4 separate regions of the Mus musculus genome follow, and all the other regions are linked to region 3. Evidence: chromatin contacts called from public HiCAR-type, HiChIP or PLAC-seq and Micro-C data. All regions are on one chromosome and are shown on one strand. The core of a region is the stretch at or near the end of the contact, and the rest is flanking DNA. Distances in the headings are between cores, read along the strand shown. Region 1 holds the start of Ccdc149 (coiled-coil domain containing 149). Region 2 has its middle 19 kb from the start of Gm40302. Region 3 holds the start of Ppargc1a (peroxisome proliferative activated receptor, gamma, coactivator 1 alpha). Region 4 has its middle 250 kb from the start of Gm29924.

The links. Hi-C and Micro-C count contacts between places; a contact is called where the count stands out from the background. HiCAR-type assays count read pairs that join an accessible place to other places. HiChIP or PLAC-seq counts read pairs in DNA pulled down with a chosen protein or histone mark.
Region 1: a HiCAR-type map of astrocytes shows a contact between it and region 3, with 3 times the contacts expected there. The contact joins the promoter of Ccdc149 here to the promoter of Ppargc1a in region 3. A contact is called at or near these places in 2 of 115 datasets of contacts at active chromatin or transcription factors (astrocytes and embryonic midbrain).
Region 2: an H3K4me3 HiChIP or PLAC-seq map of forebrain shows a contact between it and region 3, with 6 times the contacts expected there. The contact joins the enhancer-like site here to the promoter of Ppargc1a in region 3. A contact is called at or near these places in 2 of 39 promoter capture datasets (liver and maxillary cranial neural crest), 9 of 484 Hi-C or Micro-C datasets (LSK cells, cerebellar granule neurons, cerebral cortex and 5 more), 12 of 115 datasets of contacts at active chromatin or transcription factors (astrocytes, cardiomyocytes, craniofacial prominence and 9 more) and 1 of 9 other capture datasets (embryonic stem cells).
Region 4: a contact with region 3 is called in a Micro-C map of muscle stem cells, with 4 times the contacts expected there. The contact joins the enhancer-like site here to the promoter of Ppargc1a in region 3. A contact is called at or near these places in 3 of 39 promoter capture datasets (3T3-L1-derived adipocytes and liver), 4 of 484 Hi-C or Micro-C datasets (brown adipocytes, muscle stem cells and myocytes) and 2 of 115 datasets of contacts at active chromatin or transcription factors (hepatocytes and kidney).

Annotation. Positions count from the first base shown.
Region 1 is chr5:52,469,046-52,472,879 of GRCm38.p6, reverse strand. It overlaps Ccdc149 (coiled-coil domain containing 149), which reads left to right and starts at 1,302. Exons shown (of 13, transcript NM_001379231.1): 1 at 1,302-1,529. The coding sequence starts at 1,482.
Region 2 is chr5:52,109,275-52,113,080 of GRCm38.p6, reverse strand. It overlaps a transcript of Ppargc1a not described here. Among named protein-coding and RNA genes, the nearest start is that of Gm40302, 19 kb to the left of the region's middle. Within about 2 kb of position 1,895, at least 11 of the 459 cell types and tissues checked have an H3K27ac peak or open chromatin away from gene starts, as enhancers often do. A contact at or near this core is called in cortical neurons and forebrain, where this site is marked.
Region 3 is chr5:51,551,711-51,555,399 of GRCm38.p6, reverse strand. It overlaps Ppargc1a (peroxisome proliferative activated receptor, gamma, coactivator 1 alpha), which reads left to right and starts at 1,479. Exons shown (of 13, transcript NM_008904.2): 1 at 1,479-1,665. The coding sequence starts at 1,618.
Region 4 is chr5:51,038,630-51,042,320 of GRCm38.p6, reverse strand. No RefSeq gene overlaps it. Among named protein-coding and RNA genes, the nearest start is that of Gm29924, 250 kb to the left of the region's middle. Within about 2 kb of position 1,615, at least 30 of the 459 cell types and tissues checked have an H3K27ac peak or open chromatin away from gene starts, as enhancers often do. A contact at or near this core is called in 3T3-L1-derived adipocytes, brown adipocytes, hepatocytes and 2 more, where this site is marked.

The DNA of each region.
Region 1 (3,834 bases), core at 53-2,552, 920 kb before region 3:
TCCATGTCACAGAACTGACCCGCTCTCAGCAGGAACTGACAATGTAAATCCATGGTGGCCGTGAGGTTTCTACAGCTGCCAAATGGACTTACCAACTTCTCAGGCCACCTACTCCTTTATACAAGCTGAGTTTCCCCAAGTATGGAAAGCTTTCTGTTGGCAACTATGTGGGGGCGGGGATCACATAGCATTCATCTGAGGTTCCCTCTGGAGGTCTCTAGTCTTCCTTTCCCATGAAAGTTTCATGGAATTATCTTTAGAAAGTTTTTTTTTTTGAAAATTTTATACAATATATTTTAAATATTCTTATATTCTTTCCTCTTCTTCAAGACCTCCTAGGCCCCTTCTCTTCACCCCCAACTTCTTATTTTTTCTCTCTCATAAAAACCAAAACAAACAAAAGCATTTAAAAAAATCCGTGACGTTCTATTGTGTTGGCTGACTAGGACTGAACACGGGGCCTGCCTTGCCGTGTGTTTGAAATATCACTCTGTTAAGAAAACGGATTTTCCCTCTCCCAGAAGCTATCAGTTGCAAGTCGCTTCTTGGTTAGGGGTGAGACTTTGCGGCCATGTCTCTTCTCATTTTTGTGTCTGACTTGGGCTTGTGTGTGTTTTGAGAGTCCATATGAGCCCTGTTGTGCTTGCAAACTGTTTCCTCGAAGTCACCCACCATCTCTGACATCTCTTTGCAGCCTTTCCACCTCCTCTTCTACACAGAGCCCTGAATAGCACAATCTTCAGCTGGCTCCTCTCTTAACTCATGCTAAATCCCACCACCAAGCTTTTTGGCCCTATTCAGAATTTAGAGTTTTATTTTCAAACTTTGTACTTGCGTTCTAGTACGACATCAGATACTTAAAAAGAAATGTTGGTCGCTTTAAAAATCAGTATAATGTATGTACAGTATGGTGAGCTTCATTCATACGCTCGACCAAAAGATGTAGAGCATCTACTGCGTGCCAAGGTTGCTCCAATGTGTACTCAGGGGAAAGAAGGGCCCTTCCTTGGTGGAGCTTCAGTTTCAATGGTAGAGGCCTGACCTGGCAGGGGATGGCTGGATGGAGGAGTTTGGCTTCTCGACCTGGGGATGACACCCACCTGTTCGCCAGCCTCCCTCCCTCACCACAGGCCTGGGAATGCTGGAGTCTGGGGTTATGTGATGGTTCACATGCAGAGTCCCTTCCTTCCCTAGGAGACACAGCTGGTGGCCTGGGGTCCCCGGGGTGCCGCGGCTGGCACCGGCCCCGAGCCACTGTAGGGCAGTGGTTGGGGCCCGGCTCCTCCTCCCCTTCCTCCGCGGAGGCTGACGTGGAGGCAGCGGCGCGGGCAGCCGCGGGAGGCGGCGGCGCGGAGGCTCGGAGGTTCCTGGCCCTCTCCGGGCTGCGCGGGGCCGGGGTGGCGGCGGCGGCGGCGGCGACAGGAGCAGGAGGAGGAGAAGGGAGGCGGTTGTGCAGCCCGCCCGCGCACGCAGGAGGGGACATGGACGGCGATCGGACCGAGAGCGACTGGCAGGGGCTGGTGAGCGAGGTGAGGCCGGGGCTCCGGATCGGCCTCCTGAGCCGCTGCAGCAGGTCCCCAAGCCCTGTGAGCCCGGGTAGCAGGTGGCCGCGGCAGGACCTGCAGGTGCACGGTCCACCCCTCACGTTCGGGCCTGCGGGGGAGCCGCGGTCGCCCGCACCATCTGGTGCCAGGCTTTGGGGAGGGGCCTTTCGCTCGCCAGCGTTTGGCCTAGGATTGGAGAGACTGAGAAGCCCTGGGATCCGGGAGGGGAAAGAGCCAAGCCCCACCTGCCTGCCTAGTCACCACTGTTATGGAGGCAAGCGATTGGATGATTCCCGATGCTGAAAAGGTGACGCCTGAGGGACCATCCGGGCCCTTGGGTAACAACTGGGCAGGTGCAATGACTTGGAGCAGCGGTTTAAGTGAAAGAGTTTGGCATCCTTGCAATGGTTGGTTCATGCGTTCACTTACTCCACTCTCTGAGCTCCTGTTTCCCGCACCTACTATGTGCTGTGAGGTAGTGAAACCATTCATTTCTCAAAGGAAAATGAGACAGGTACAGAGGTGATGTGACCTGTGGATATAGACAACTCCACGCCCTCCCCTGTGAATGGGCCAGAAGGAAGCTTTCAGACTCTTAGGCTGCCTTCTCTCTGATCCACCCAGTTGGTTGGCTCGGGTCAGGCAGCTAGCTTCTCCAGGTGAGAGGGATCCTGATGTCTTCCTTCCCCTAGCAAGCTACCAATTCACCTCCCTCACCTGTATGGACGGCTCCTCCATTATCTAGCCACTTAACACCCAGTGTGTGTAGAGCAATGAACTCCACCACTTAGAGCCACTTAGTTTAGTTCCTTCAAACATTGGTCTAGCACTGGAAGGGGTTATGTCTCGGCCCACGGCCCAGCTCTATCTTCTCTGTCAGGTTATCTTCTCTATCAGGCTTTGTGTCAAGGAATATATCCACTGGGAATCTCATCTCTGGGCCCATCCAGAATCATCTATAGCAGTAAAAGATGATGAAGGTGGGGGTGGGTTCTCCATGGAAGTCCAGGAGTGGGTGCTGACTTAGAAGGTACGGTATTCTTGTTCAGGTAGATCTGTGTTGAGAATGGTCATTCCAAATCAAGCACACTACCTGGCCATGGGGATGCACGCCTGTGGTCCCAGCTCTTGGTAGAGGTAGAGGCAGGAGGATCAGGAGTCCAACCAAAGCCATCCTCTGCTGCATAGCGGGTTCAAAGCTCTCCCTCCAAACAAATAAACAAATAAACAATAAACAATAAACAAGAAGTTACTTACACTCTTCTGCTCTTAGAATGCAGTGGTCCCCAACTCAGGAGACACTTCAGCACCTCCTGCCTTCAGAAAACACATGATGTTTACTAGTATAGTCTGGGAAGAAAGCCACTCAATAAACAATGAAAAACATCTTGAGAAAGGGACTATAATCAAAGCTAAATTGTACCAGGTGTCCCTTCAGGGTGCCGCCCAGTGCCAGGTGTTTATTTGGACTGACCACGTTGCATGGTAGTGAGATTCTAGCTAGACTGGTTTTTAATTGGCTCTCCAAAGCCTATAATTTGAGCTCCATCTACAGAAGGTAATCGATAAAAGTTGGCTAAGTAAGCCCATGGATCCTGAAATGGGTCTTTTAAAAGTTGTCTCACCCATCCCAAAGTCTTGTTGATGTTATAACATACAAGAACCATGCAATTGTGCTATAAAGATGTATAAAATTTTCATGCCTCAGGTTCATAATTTTGCATACATTCCTAGCTATCATGGGCTACATGCTACAAAATAATGGAATTCGTTGTTTCATAGATGTATATTAAAGAGTGTGAGCATGAGCAGAATTTGCTTTCTGCCTTAGGTACTAATGTCTGTCTCTTGTCTGTGCCCTTCATGTCAGTTTTTGTATGGAAAGCCATATTTTCCTTAGCAGTTGAACCTCATTCAACAACAATTTATATAGGAATCACCTCTCAAACAGGATGGGAATCAGGGCTCAGGCAGGCCAAGGAGCATGCTCTAAGCCTCACTGCTGTTAAGTGGAGGAAACAGGACTTGAACCCTGGTCTGCCTGGTCCTAGGACCTTGCTTGGCAGTATGAGGCAGTGCTTCATATGGCTTGTCAACATCTCTCATCAATTGGTAAGCCTTCCAAGGCAGGGGCCATATTTAATCCATCTTTGGATCTGAAGCAAATGGATCAGCTTCCTCAAAACAAGGCCTGAAGATCGGAGTCATTCTGGATGCTTATGAAAGGGCAGATTTTTGGGTCTTCAATTTATTTATAGTGAATGGAATTTTCCTTACCAAACACCCACAG
Region 2 (3,806 bases), core at 646-3,145, 560 kb before region 3:
AAACTCGACTGCTTGCTATTCTTCGGGAAGAAGAGAGAAGGGAGACCCGGTGGGTGTCGCCAGGCGCTCAGCAACGCCGCTCTAGAGCCACGGGAGGCTTCGCAGCATCTTTAAGGAGACAGGAAAGGAGTCCAAGAGCTTGGAAGAGACGAGGGCAGGGCCTTGTTTCGCAAGATGGGCAGTCACGTGCAAACTCCTTGGCAGCCCGAGTTGGTGGGCGTCAGGGTCGGGGCAGGGGTGCCAGGCAGGTTCGTAGGGTCAGGTTGGGAAACCTGAAAAAGATGAGAACCTTGAAGAGGGATCCTTTTCGAAAGAGGCAAACTATTGGCTTCTCTTCGGGTAAAGTTAGTTTAAGTTGATTAGGAAAAAGCATCTCCCTCAAAGACAACATCTTTCTTCTAGAAAGGGGCACTCGCGTTGCTAAGAAAATGGCAAGAATGTCTGAAAAAGCAGCTGGTGCTGCTCTGTGGATGGTGATTAGCTCACAGACTGGTACTGGGGAGCGAGCTAACCTGAGTGCAGAGAAATTGGCTGGCGGGGAGAGCAGATGATTTGAAGTATTGATTTCTTCCACCAGTGGTACGGTATGAACTTTAAGATAAAGTGCAGAAACAAACGAAAGACAAGCATTGTTAGAGGAAGGGGCGGTCACTACCCTAGCTCTGCTTGTCCGGTGGGAAGTGCTGGCGAGCGTTGCCTTAGGAGACTTGAGGTTTCCGGCTCAGCCACCGTCACCATTTTCAAGGAAGGAGAATTATACAGCGTGTGCATTAGGCCTTGCTGAGCTCCAGTTTGCCCTTTCAGCATCTGAGCATGGGCAAATGACTACGAAAACTGCTTGCAACTACTGTTCCTACGGAGGACAAGGAGAAAACAAAGGCAATAGTTTCACATTTTATCCCAGGATTCAGGCAGCGTTGACTTGGGGAGAGAGGCCTGGGCCAAAATTTGAAAGAGTGAGACTTATTCATGATTTTACCTGAATTGCTGCCAAAAAAGCGTACAAACCCTTCATTCCCTAAAAATAGCATCGTTCTTCAAGTGTAATTTGTTTACCTCAATTAAAAATAAAACCCACTTCTTAGTGTTATAAAGTGCTTATGAAGGTAAGGGTTGGCTGTACTAAAAAAAATCAAGCTTTTTATTTCTAGATCAATATGATGTGCTCTCAACATCTAATACCATGTAAAAGGAACCTTTTTACAACATCAATAGCAGGCAGGCATGTCTACTAAGAACCTCCTTTCCTGGAATCCCAAGGCTGTTTGATTTCTTTCGTTTTCACAAGAAGCACGATTATGACACCGTTCATTATAAACAAGGGGTTGAAAAATAGGACGAGATGGAAAATCTGGAAAGTAGCGAGTCATTTATTCACTTATAAAAACCAGGCAAACAAAAACAAGCAAATAAACAGACATTAAAAATACTCCAGCTACGGATCATCGTGGAAAGGAAAGAATTTAGTTATTTTGTGACATTTATTGAAGCTGGAGGGGGTGGCTTGTTGATTTTTTTTTTTTTAGAGAGAGAGAGAGAGAGAGAGAGAGAGAGAGAAAGAGTCTAATGTGTATTAGAGCCGAAACTACATCTGTTGCCATTTAGAAACTGGGAGATTCCATCCTGTTTCTGAGACCATGCTGCAGGTATTTTTGCATGGGCTTTCCAATGTGCAAAACAAACCACAAGTGTGTGTGTGTGTGTGTGTGTGTGTGTGTGTGTGGGCAGGAGTGGAGTGTGTGTGTGTGTGTGGGGGGGGGAAGCATCTGCTGAGGAGGAACCTGTTTCAGTTAGAATGAAACCCCCAATTAAAGTGTATCTGTGAGATGTGTCTGCTTTGGCTCAGTGCAGCAGACGGCAGCCCGTTCTTTAATTTACAGTTTCACGCCTAGGGATGGCAGCAGAGCAAGCTTCCAGCCCTCAGCTTTCTCTTTTTATGTTTTGCCTTTCAGCCTGGGCTTCTCCCCTGGAGTTGTTTAAGCGGTCAGGCTCCATCCTTGGCCATTATCTGCTTGCTTTTAGGACCTGGGTCACCTTATTAGTTGCCACTATGTCAGCCCAGATCGAAGCAGGCCAGGTCTGTATGATACAGAATCAATCAGTTGAAAGTGAAAAATGAAGCCAATTAGCTGATTGCGTGGGTGTCCCAGAGAGGCCTGACATCTGACTTTCCTCACCTGATCGGACAGTTCCTTGGTTCCCTGGTAGCTTAACCCCCAAGTTTGTGAAAGATGCATCACTATCTGGTGTGACTATGCATTTTAACTTTCTTTTGCCTCCTGCACCATCAACCTCTGAGCTTTCAATAGAAAATGGCCTCCCTGGAAGAACAGCCCAGATGCATCTTTGCAGAGCAGGCAGGGTTCCTGTTGAATTTGGCTCTATAGTTTTTGTTATTCAGTGCTTGGGGCTCTTTGCACTTCATCTTGTCTAGCAACGTAGAAGTTTTAATACAGGCTCATTACAGAAGATAGGTAGGTAAGTTGTTGAACACGTCTGTCTGTTCTTTTGTTTTTGGTAGGAGTAGGAGAAGCTTGGCATTAGTTCTGGGAATAGAGATAGACAAAGCAGGAAACACCAGGTAGAATTGAATATATGTATGCTTTCTTTCCGACTATTCCACAATTCTTAAAGTGATGACAGTGTTTAGATCCATAGAGATGTACCTAAGGCTTGCAACTGGGAGGAATCTACTTCCATTTCCAGCACCTACGTAAACATCACAGGCATGGTGGCATACTGTGGATGCAGAGACAGGAAGCTGCCTGGGGCTCACAGCATAGCCAGTTCAGCTTAGTGAGTGAACTCTGGAACAGTGTTGACAGTAGTGATGATGGTGCTGGTGAGCGTGATACCCGAGGCTGTCTTTTAGCTTCTGCATGCACACATGAGCATACTCACCCATGTATGATGTATGTCTGTTTACACATACATGACACAGTGCACAGTAACAAAAAGAAAGACTTGTCGGGACATACATCGGTTGCCACGGTCTTCCGGTAAGATGAGCTTCCTCTTGGTAGCTTTGGTTTGAAAATATCCTGCACCTTTATAAATTTCTATAGACACAAGATCACAGGATTTTGATTGTGGCTACTACTTTTTTTTTAAAATGCTGTTTCAAACACTTTACACCGGTATGACTCCTTTAGTCTCCATAACAACACGGGGTAGAGCCTTGTCTTGTTATTCCCATTTTACAGAGAATGCAAACAAGACAGAATTAAGTGCTAGTTAGGAGCAAGTAGTGGGGACTGGTTGGGCAGCCAGAGGCCAGCTTCCTCTTACTGTCTCCACTCCATTCCTCTCTGCAACACAAAAGCACTGTGAGGCTACACACCCATCCCTTGAAAGTCTCTGAGGATGCCATCTGTTTGCCTTTACAAATAGTGAACCTCTCCTTTGCTTGTCCAAATCTTCATCCCCTCTCTTTCTTTTCACTTTTTTTTGATGCCATATGCCCATGTACATGTTCATGTATGTTTACCTAAATGTATGTGCAGGTATGCACACATGTGTGTGGGATGCCCAAGGTTGATGCCAAGGGTTTTCTTCATCTGCTCTCTCCTTATTCTTTTTGAGTTAGGGTCACTCACGGAACCCGTAGCTCACAGTTCAGCTAGACTGCCTGGCCAGCAAGCCCTAGTGATCCCTCCTCCTGGTTCTGCCTTCCAGTTTGGAGACTTTTATATGGGTGCTGAGGATACTGGTCGTTGATATTAATGACTGCCCACCCCCCACTTCCTTTTCTTTCTTTTATATTGTACATAGAATTCTTGGGGGTGAAGCTGTCTGTCTGTTTTGGT
Region 3 (3,689 bases), core at 230-2,729:
TCCTTCTAAGGGGAGAGAAAATAAAGAGCACATTAAATTAACCTCAGTGGAATAGGAGTTTAAATGAATGGTGCTTTATAAATTATATTTAGATGCATAGGGACTTTTTTCTTCTTCTAAATTACTGTCAAGTAAAGGAAATGAGCTGGTTTTTGAGTCTGTGGGGTTTGAGGTATTGTGAAAATATGTTTTCAAAGGTCCCCTGTGCATTTCTCACTGGGCCTGGAAGGGTTAAGTCTGAGCACCCAAGTGTTATGGAAAGTGCTGAGAGTTGGTTATGTCCTCTGTCTGTAATGTCACAGGAAAAACAGTGGCACCTGCATTACCCCTCATTGACTCAGGAACGACAAAAAAGTATTAGTAAGCAAAGCTCAAGAAATGAGTATCTCTGCTGATACCATTTCAGTGTTTTTCCTTCATTCCCTGGACATTCTTGATTTCAAAAACAAACTGTACAGCCCAAGGCACTAGGGTTGGAGTCCAATGTTTATTCAAAAAGGCACCCTGAAGCCATGAGGAAGACTGTGCTACATATGAGAAAAGAAATAAGGGGTGGGGGCAGGTGAGTAGCTAAGCTGTTTCAGGGATGGCAGCAGCAATTGTATTTTCTAGCATTTGTTTTCTGGGAGCCTATGAGATCCACGGAAAGAATCATGAGGGGGAACCCAAGAGTCTAGGGTGTTGTGGCTTGCTTGCTTTACAAGGAGCAAGGCAAACTGCAGTAACAGTTTAGGAGACTGCATTCTCTACTGCCAAGGAGACAGCTGATTTGGGGTAGAGAAATTTGTTTAGACCTAAACAAATGTGGCGGTTTTGTTGACTAAACATGGAAAGAAAGAAAGAAAGAAAGAAAGAAAGAAAGAAAGAAAGAAAGAAAGAAAGAAACAAAGAAAGAAAGAAAGAAAGGAAGGAAGGAAGGAAGAAAGGAAGAAAGGAAGGAAGGAAGGAAGGAAAGAAAGGAGAGAGAGAAAGAAAATCGGGGGTGTTGCCTTCAAACACTCCTCTAATAGGGAGGGAAAAAAAAGAATCTCATGAAAATGTATCACATGAGGAGCGCTTGCTTCAGTTCCAAGCTGAGTCTGGGGCTACTTGGAAACCATTTCTTAAAGCACACACATTTTAGGCAAGGGTGTAGTTACTGTGTCAGTAACAGGGGATCTTTGCTATTTGCCTGTTTTGGATGGAAAATAAATTTAAAAAAAAAAGATTGCAGGAGATTTGAGTTATTATGTGAGCAGGGCTCCGGTTTAGAGTTGGTGGCATTCAAAGCTGGCTTCAGTCACAGTGTGATGCTTGAAGCCTCCCAAAGGCCAAGTGTTTCCTTTTCTTTCTTCTATTTTTTTTTTCCTCTCTCTCTAAGCGTTACTTCACTGAGGCAGAGGGCTGCCTTGGAGTGACGTCAGGAGTTTGTGCAGCAAGCTTGCACAGGAGAAGGGAGGCTGGGTGAGTGACAGCCCAGCCTACTTTTTAATAGCTTTGTCATGTGACTGGGGACTGTAGTAAGACAGGTGCCTTCAGTTCACTCTCAGTAAGGGGCTGGTTGCCTGCATGAGTGTGTGCTGTGTGTCAGAGTGGATTGGAGTTGAAAAAGCTTGACTGGCGTCATTCGGGAGCTGGATGGCTTGGGACATGTGCAGCCAAGACTCTGTATGGAGTGACATAGAGGTGAGCTGGGGCTGAGTATTGCAGGACCGGAGCTTCTCTCAGATGCAATGATTCCTGGAGGGGGGGGGGGATGGGCTAGGGGAGAGGAGGGGACATAGAAAGTGGCTCAGCGGGAGCTTTTGGAGGGGGAAATCTCCATCTTATCTTAACTCCAATAAGTTTGCTATTTTAAGGTGGCTCGGAGATGCCTTGAGCAAATCAAAGCTTAGCTGCTGTCATCAGTATCTGTAGCAGTTAGAAACTCTTTCCATGTGCCTTTGGCTCTGTTTCTACTCATATGCAATATTTATGCTCTAAGATATTGATATGAATCAGGAGCTGAAGTCTTTCCAGTGTTCAGTGGCCTGCTTGGAAAAATGCCATTTCTATTTATAAGAAAATGAAGATAAACATTAAAATGAATTGTGTTAAAAAGAGAGTCCGTTTTGACTCTCGTCAGGATTTATCTTTTCCGCCCTCCTCTCTCTGTTCATTAAACAGAGAATTTACAAGACCCTAAATATTCCTGCTGGGTCTGAGTTAGGTTGCTTTTCCCACAGAACACAAAACGACAGTGCTGTTTCCTTTAAAACACTTGTGTGCGGCTGAAAGGGTTGGCTAGCGAGTTAAAAAAAAAAAAAAAAATCCCAGCCTTAAGAGACCAAAGCTTTCTGTTTGCTTCTGTGGCGAGAAACCGAACGGTTAAATCTCTCTACCACGGAGAGCTGCCTGAAGCCGGGAGAGAATGGAGTTTATGCAGACCGTGTGTGGAGCAGCTCACTGCTTGTGTAAAAATAGACCGCAATACATCAATTCCACAGTCTCTGCTGGCTACAATTCATACAGGGGAGGAAAAAACACAAGCAGTTTCCCCGTAATCTCTGGAGTCTAGCTGGGGCCAGAGGACTTCAGCGTGTTTGCATTCAGTACAATGGAATGTTCTCGGGGAAAGTTTGAGCAAGTTGGAAAACAAGTGAAACTTTTGTGGACTCTGGTGAGATGGACCCGAATTGAATTGCGCGGAGGATCGGAGCTGCTAACTAACAATGGTGCTTCCTCCCGGTAGCGGGGGCACGTAGGGTAAGGGGGAGGGTCAAGTGCCACACGTGATTTGATTAAATAAGATGTCCGTGTGGTGCAGTGATACACATCTAAAGTGAAAATGATTTGGCGAGGCCGCCTGCGAATGCATTTTTCCTATCTAGCCAGGCGTGCCCTGGGTCCTTAACTCTTTGCTGGGTCTGCAGATGTTGGCTCCGTTTGCTTTCCCTAGGCTTTGGCAGATCGGATTTGCAGGTTATAATTATTGTTATCTTGTGATTTCTTGGCAAGGCAGAATAGATATAGATAATTCATGTGTCCCTTGGCTATTGAAGTCAGAGTTCTAAGTGGATTCAAAGTCCTAATTGTTGGAGTAGCCAGCGTAACCCGTGGGTGGTTGTCTGGCTGGCACCATAGCTCTCTTCGAATCACTTTCATTTTTACCTCTTGGATCGTTCCGAAACTGCTCAGAGACTGAAGAGCTGTGATCTAAAGGAGATGAGGAAGATTTGCCTTAGTCAGAATTCCTGTGATTGTTTGCAAATAAACGCCATAGCCATTTATAACCATGGCTTTAAGTTTGTTCTTTCTTTGTTTTTCTTAAGGAGTTGGGGATAGGGGCTCAGCGTCCAGCCTTAGATTGAGTCTCAGTTAGTGCGGCATAGTAGACAGCCAGCTGCTAGAAACCCGTGCCTTCGAGCCTGTGGCTCTGGGAATCATTCCTGCCTGTCGAAATATTACAAGCAGCAGGTAGTGTGGGCAGCTTCCATTTTTTTGAATCATTAATGCTTGCTGTCATCTTCAAACCTATTATGTCCTTTCACACATAATGACAGGACAGTGTATTGGTTAATAAAAACCCAAACCACCAGAGCTACTCAGAGTCTCCTGGTATTTCACAGCTTAATGGAGGGGATGTACAATAAGGTTACTAAGATTGATAGAGACAGATCACCTGACACTCTTCACGAAGACTGTCATTCTTACCTGCCTCCATACCTCCC
Region 4 (3,691 bases), core at 366-2,865, 510 kb after region 3:
TCTGGTATAGCTCACATGCTCAGCAACTCAAAGGTAGTTTGAGTTTTCTCTTTGGCTTTACATCTTGACGATGACTTAGAGATACATTTTTTTCCCCCAAGCGGGTTAATTAGAAAACCTAAGTACTTTACAGGGTAGCTCAGTGCTATTTGCATATGACCATTCCTCTGCCTCCCCACCTTATGACCTTTACCTTCTTGTAGAATTAAAAGAGGTGAGTCTACCCCTTTCTCCAAATAAACCTCTGCCTGGCTAGTTTCTCCAGTTCCACGACTAATGTTGAATGATCATGGGCATGACTCAACAAAGAACCTAGCCATGCCTGCCTCTCTGACTAACTCTTTGTTATCTCCATACATTTTTAGCACTGTGTATTGTTTTATCGTTTCAGTCCCTGACTCCTGGTTCCTTTTCCCTCTGGTTCCCCTTTTGCAGCTCTCTTGACAATGACTGTTATTTTCAGAGCCTCCTAAAAGCTTTGTAAGCACCCATCTGCCTTGGCCACAAGGAGCGCAGTCATCACCTGCCCTTTGAAGCTCATATGGCATGCACTGGGCTGGGTCTGAGTCAGCTCAGAATGGAGAACAGGCCGTGGACAAGTTGCCAAGAGAACTAAGGTCCGGCCTGGCCCTCCTCCTGTCTTCTCATGTGACCTTGTAGGCTGCTCTTAGGTTTGGCCTCCTGGAAATAGCAGACTAATACTGTTTTGAGTCAGGAAGAAATTTTAAGTCATGATTCCCAGGCTGCCTCAGAAAAACATGCCTTGCGTTTTGAAACAATGCAGATTTCCAGGCTCCATCTCAGCTCATATGAGTTCTGGAAATGGCCAATCATTAGGTTACCTCTGCATTCTCCTCAAAATCACAATGTCACAGGGAGCCAGCATTTCTAGGTCTACTCCATTTCTTCTGTCTCGTACAGAAGCACAATCCTTAACACTTTGGGAAAAAAGAAGAACACGTTTGGGAGCCCCGCTTTACTAAATCTCAGGCAGTTATCCAGCTGAGCTTAAACTGGGCTATGTCGCCATACTCTGTTCTAATAGGCACCACAGGGACTCAACTGGCCCGGCCACCCACTAAGCTGTTTCTTCATTGCACTTGTGCTGGTGTTGGCATCTGGACTGCTGGGGACAGCAAGCCTCCCCAGGGGCAGTGCTGGTCTTTGAAATGCCAAGGCAGTGTCCTTGTACATATTGGGGCACAAGCGAGGCAGAGATCTGGATGGCGCCTACTCTGAAATGCCACTGTGGAGCCTGCAAAAGATCCAAGAGTGGATCGGATTCCCAAGACCAAGCTGGCAGCCGTCTGTAGGAAAATCAGATTCCTCTGAGGCCTTAGAGGTCACCAGAGGGCACATGACTGCCCCTGGTCAGAGGCTGCAGGGTAGCTCAGGACAGAGTAAAGGGCAAGTAAGAATCAAGGAGAGAAAAGGTGACAAGAGGAAATCTACTTCGGTTATAATTTTTTTTCAACTTGGCAATCCCGGATGATGTGTGGCTTGGGAAGAAATTCACAGCAACTTTCTATCATTTCAGCCATCATAATCCTGCACCAGACAGCACACACAGCCCTTGTGTAAATGACTCAGCGGTCAGCTCACAAGCTCCTTGCAAAGCAGCAACAAAGACAGGAATGTGTGGGCAAGCACACACACACACACACACACACACACACACCACACATGCTCAGGAACTCGCAGCACACTTGCTTAGCAGAAGCTTAAACTCTCGCTGATCATTAACCTTTTATTAAACTTATGGCCCTTCGGAGTGAGAAGGGTGCCTTAGCCGTGCTTAGACTTTTCAAGAGCCTGGCAGCAGCCTAGAGTAAAATTGGGATGATAAATGAATAAAGGTAACAAAAACTCCAGTGTTCCCAGCTTCGTGTTAAAAGGTAGCTGTGGTAAACACCTCCACAACTGCATACACAGTGGACTGTAGCATAGTAGGAACATTCATTGCAGTTTTCAGTGGAAGGCTCTTGGCCATCATGAGTTTTTAGAGCTCTTAGCTGAAGACAAGTGGACCTAGTAAAATCTTTAAAACATATTAATTCCAACACTGGCACATTAAAAAAGGGTCACTGTTAATAAATAACATAACCAGGATCATGTTCTACTATTGTCAACACCATGAAATTTGTCTGTTCTATGGAAGAGCTTCTCATAGGTAATGAGTCTGAATTACAAATGCCTGTGGTTCTGTGCCTGGCAGTGTGTGTCTGAGCGGCTGGGAAGGCTCTTATGTAGTTGCTGAAGTGTGTAGAAATGTAAACATTGACAGAAACCTATTTGAAGTGCTTGTTTACTACGCCAGTTACATATGTACCTTTTCCAATTGACCTTGCAAATGAAACACTTTGCCACTGAAGGGGAATAGAACGTGCGTAGAAGTCCTCCCAGTGTTTATTTTTACATTGAACATCAACTAGGCCCCAAGGCTAATGCCATTGACCTGTAACACACATAGAGATGGCAAAGCAACTGGTCACTTAGTTGGTCAGTAAGCGGTAAGGCCAGGAGGATCCTTGTCCTCAATGGGACACTGCCATCTGGTGCATGCCCCTAGTGAGACATGTAGAGAACAATAGCCAGAATTACAAGAGAGTGGAGGAGGCGCAGCTGCTTCAGGAAACACAGGGCTCCTGCGGTCTCAACCACAATCTGTAGATGAGGATAGTCAACCAAAGAGATGTTACTATGTAGATGGAAGGAGTTACCTATAGATGTGATGGAGAAACAAAATTCCTCAGTGTCGCTTAAAAGCCAAATATCTGTCATGGATTGTCCATCTCCTTTAAGCTTGAGAGTAACCCACTGAAATGGTCATATAGCAGGGGAAGATGCAGAGGACCAGAGATATATGCCTGGACTCTTTCAGTTAGCAACTGAACTTGCCTCCTAGGTTACTTTTATGCTTGGATAAATATCTGCCTTGAAAGGAGAGATGTTCTTCTCCTTATCCAAGTATGGTTCAAAGTAGGCCTAAACAATTCTTCACAATCAATAACATACTGGAATGGGGAGATGTCTCCAGAGTTGCTCATTCCTAATATCTCATTGTCTAGCAGGATCAGGAGATTCATGTATCACAGTGAGATAGCACTCCTTAAATCAAGCACAAAATTAAGACTAGAGCTAGGCAAATGATATAATCAAACATTTGCAATTTTTCCCTGTTAAAACACAGGAATTCCAGTTCTCTGATGAAGCCAAGGAAAAGAAGCCAATAACCTTTCCAGTTTAAAGCTTAGCAGTTTTTTTGTCATATACTTTTCTTTTTTTTTTTTAATTAGGTATTTTCCTTGTTTACATTTCCAATGCTATCCCAAAAGTCCCCCATACCCACCCCCCAATCCCCTACCCACCCACTCCCCCTTTTTGGCCCTGGCGTTCCCCTGTACTGGGGCATATAAAGTTTGCAAGTCCACAGGGCCTCTTTTTCCAGTGATGGCTGACTAGGCCATCTTTTGATACATATGCAGCTAGAGACAAGAGCTCCGGGGTACTGGTTAGTTCATATTGTTGTTCCACATATAGGGTTGCAGTTCCCTTTAGCTCCTTGGGTACTTTCTCTAGCTCCTCCATTGGGGGCCGTGTGACCCATCCAATAGCTGACTGTGAGCATCCATTTCTGTGTTTGCTAGACCCCGGCATAGTCTCACAAGAGACAGCTATATCTGGGTCCTTA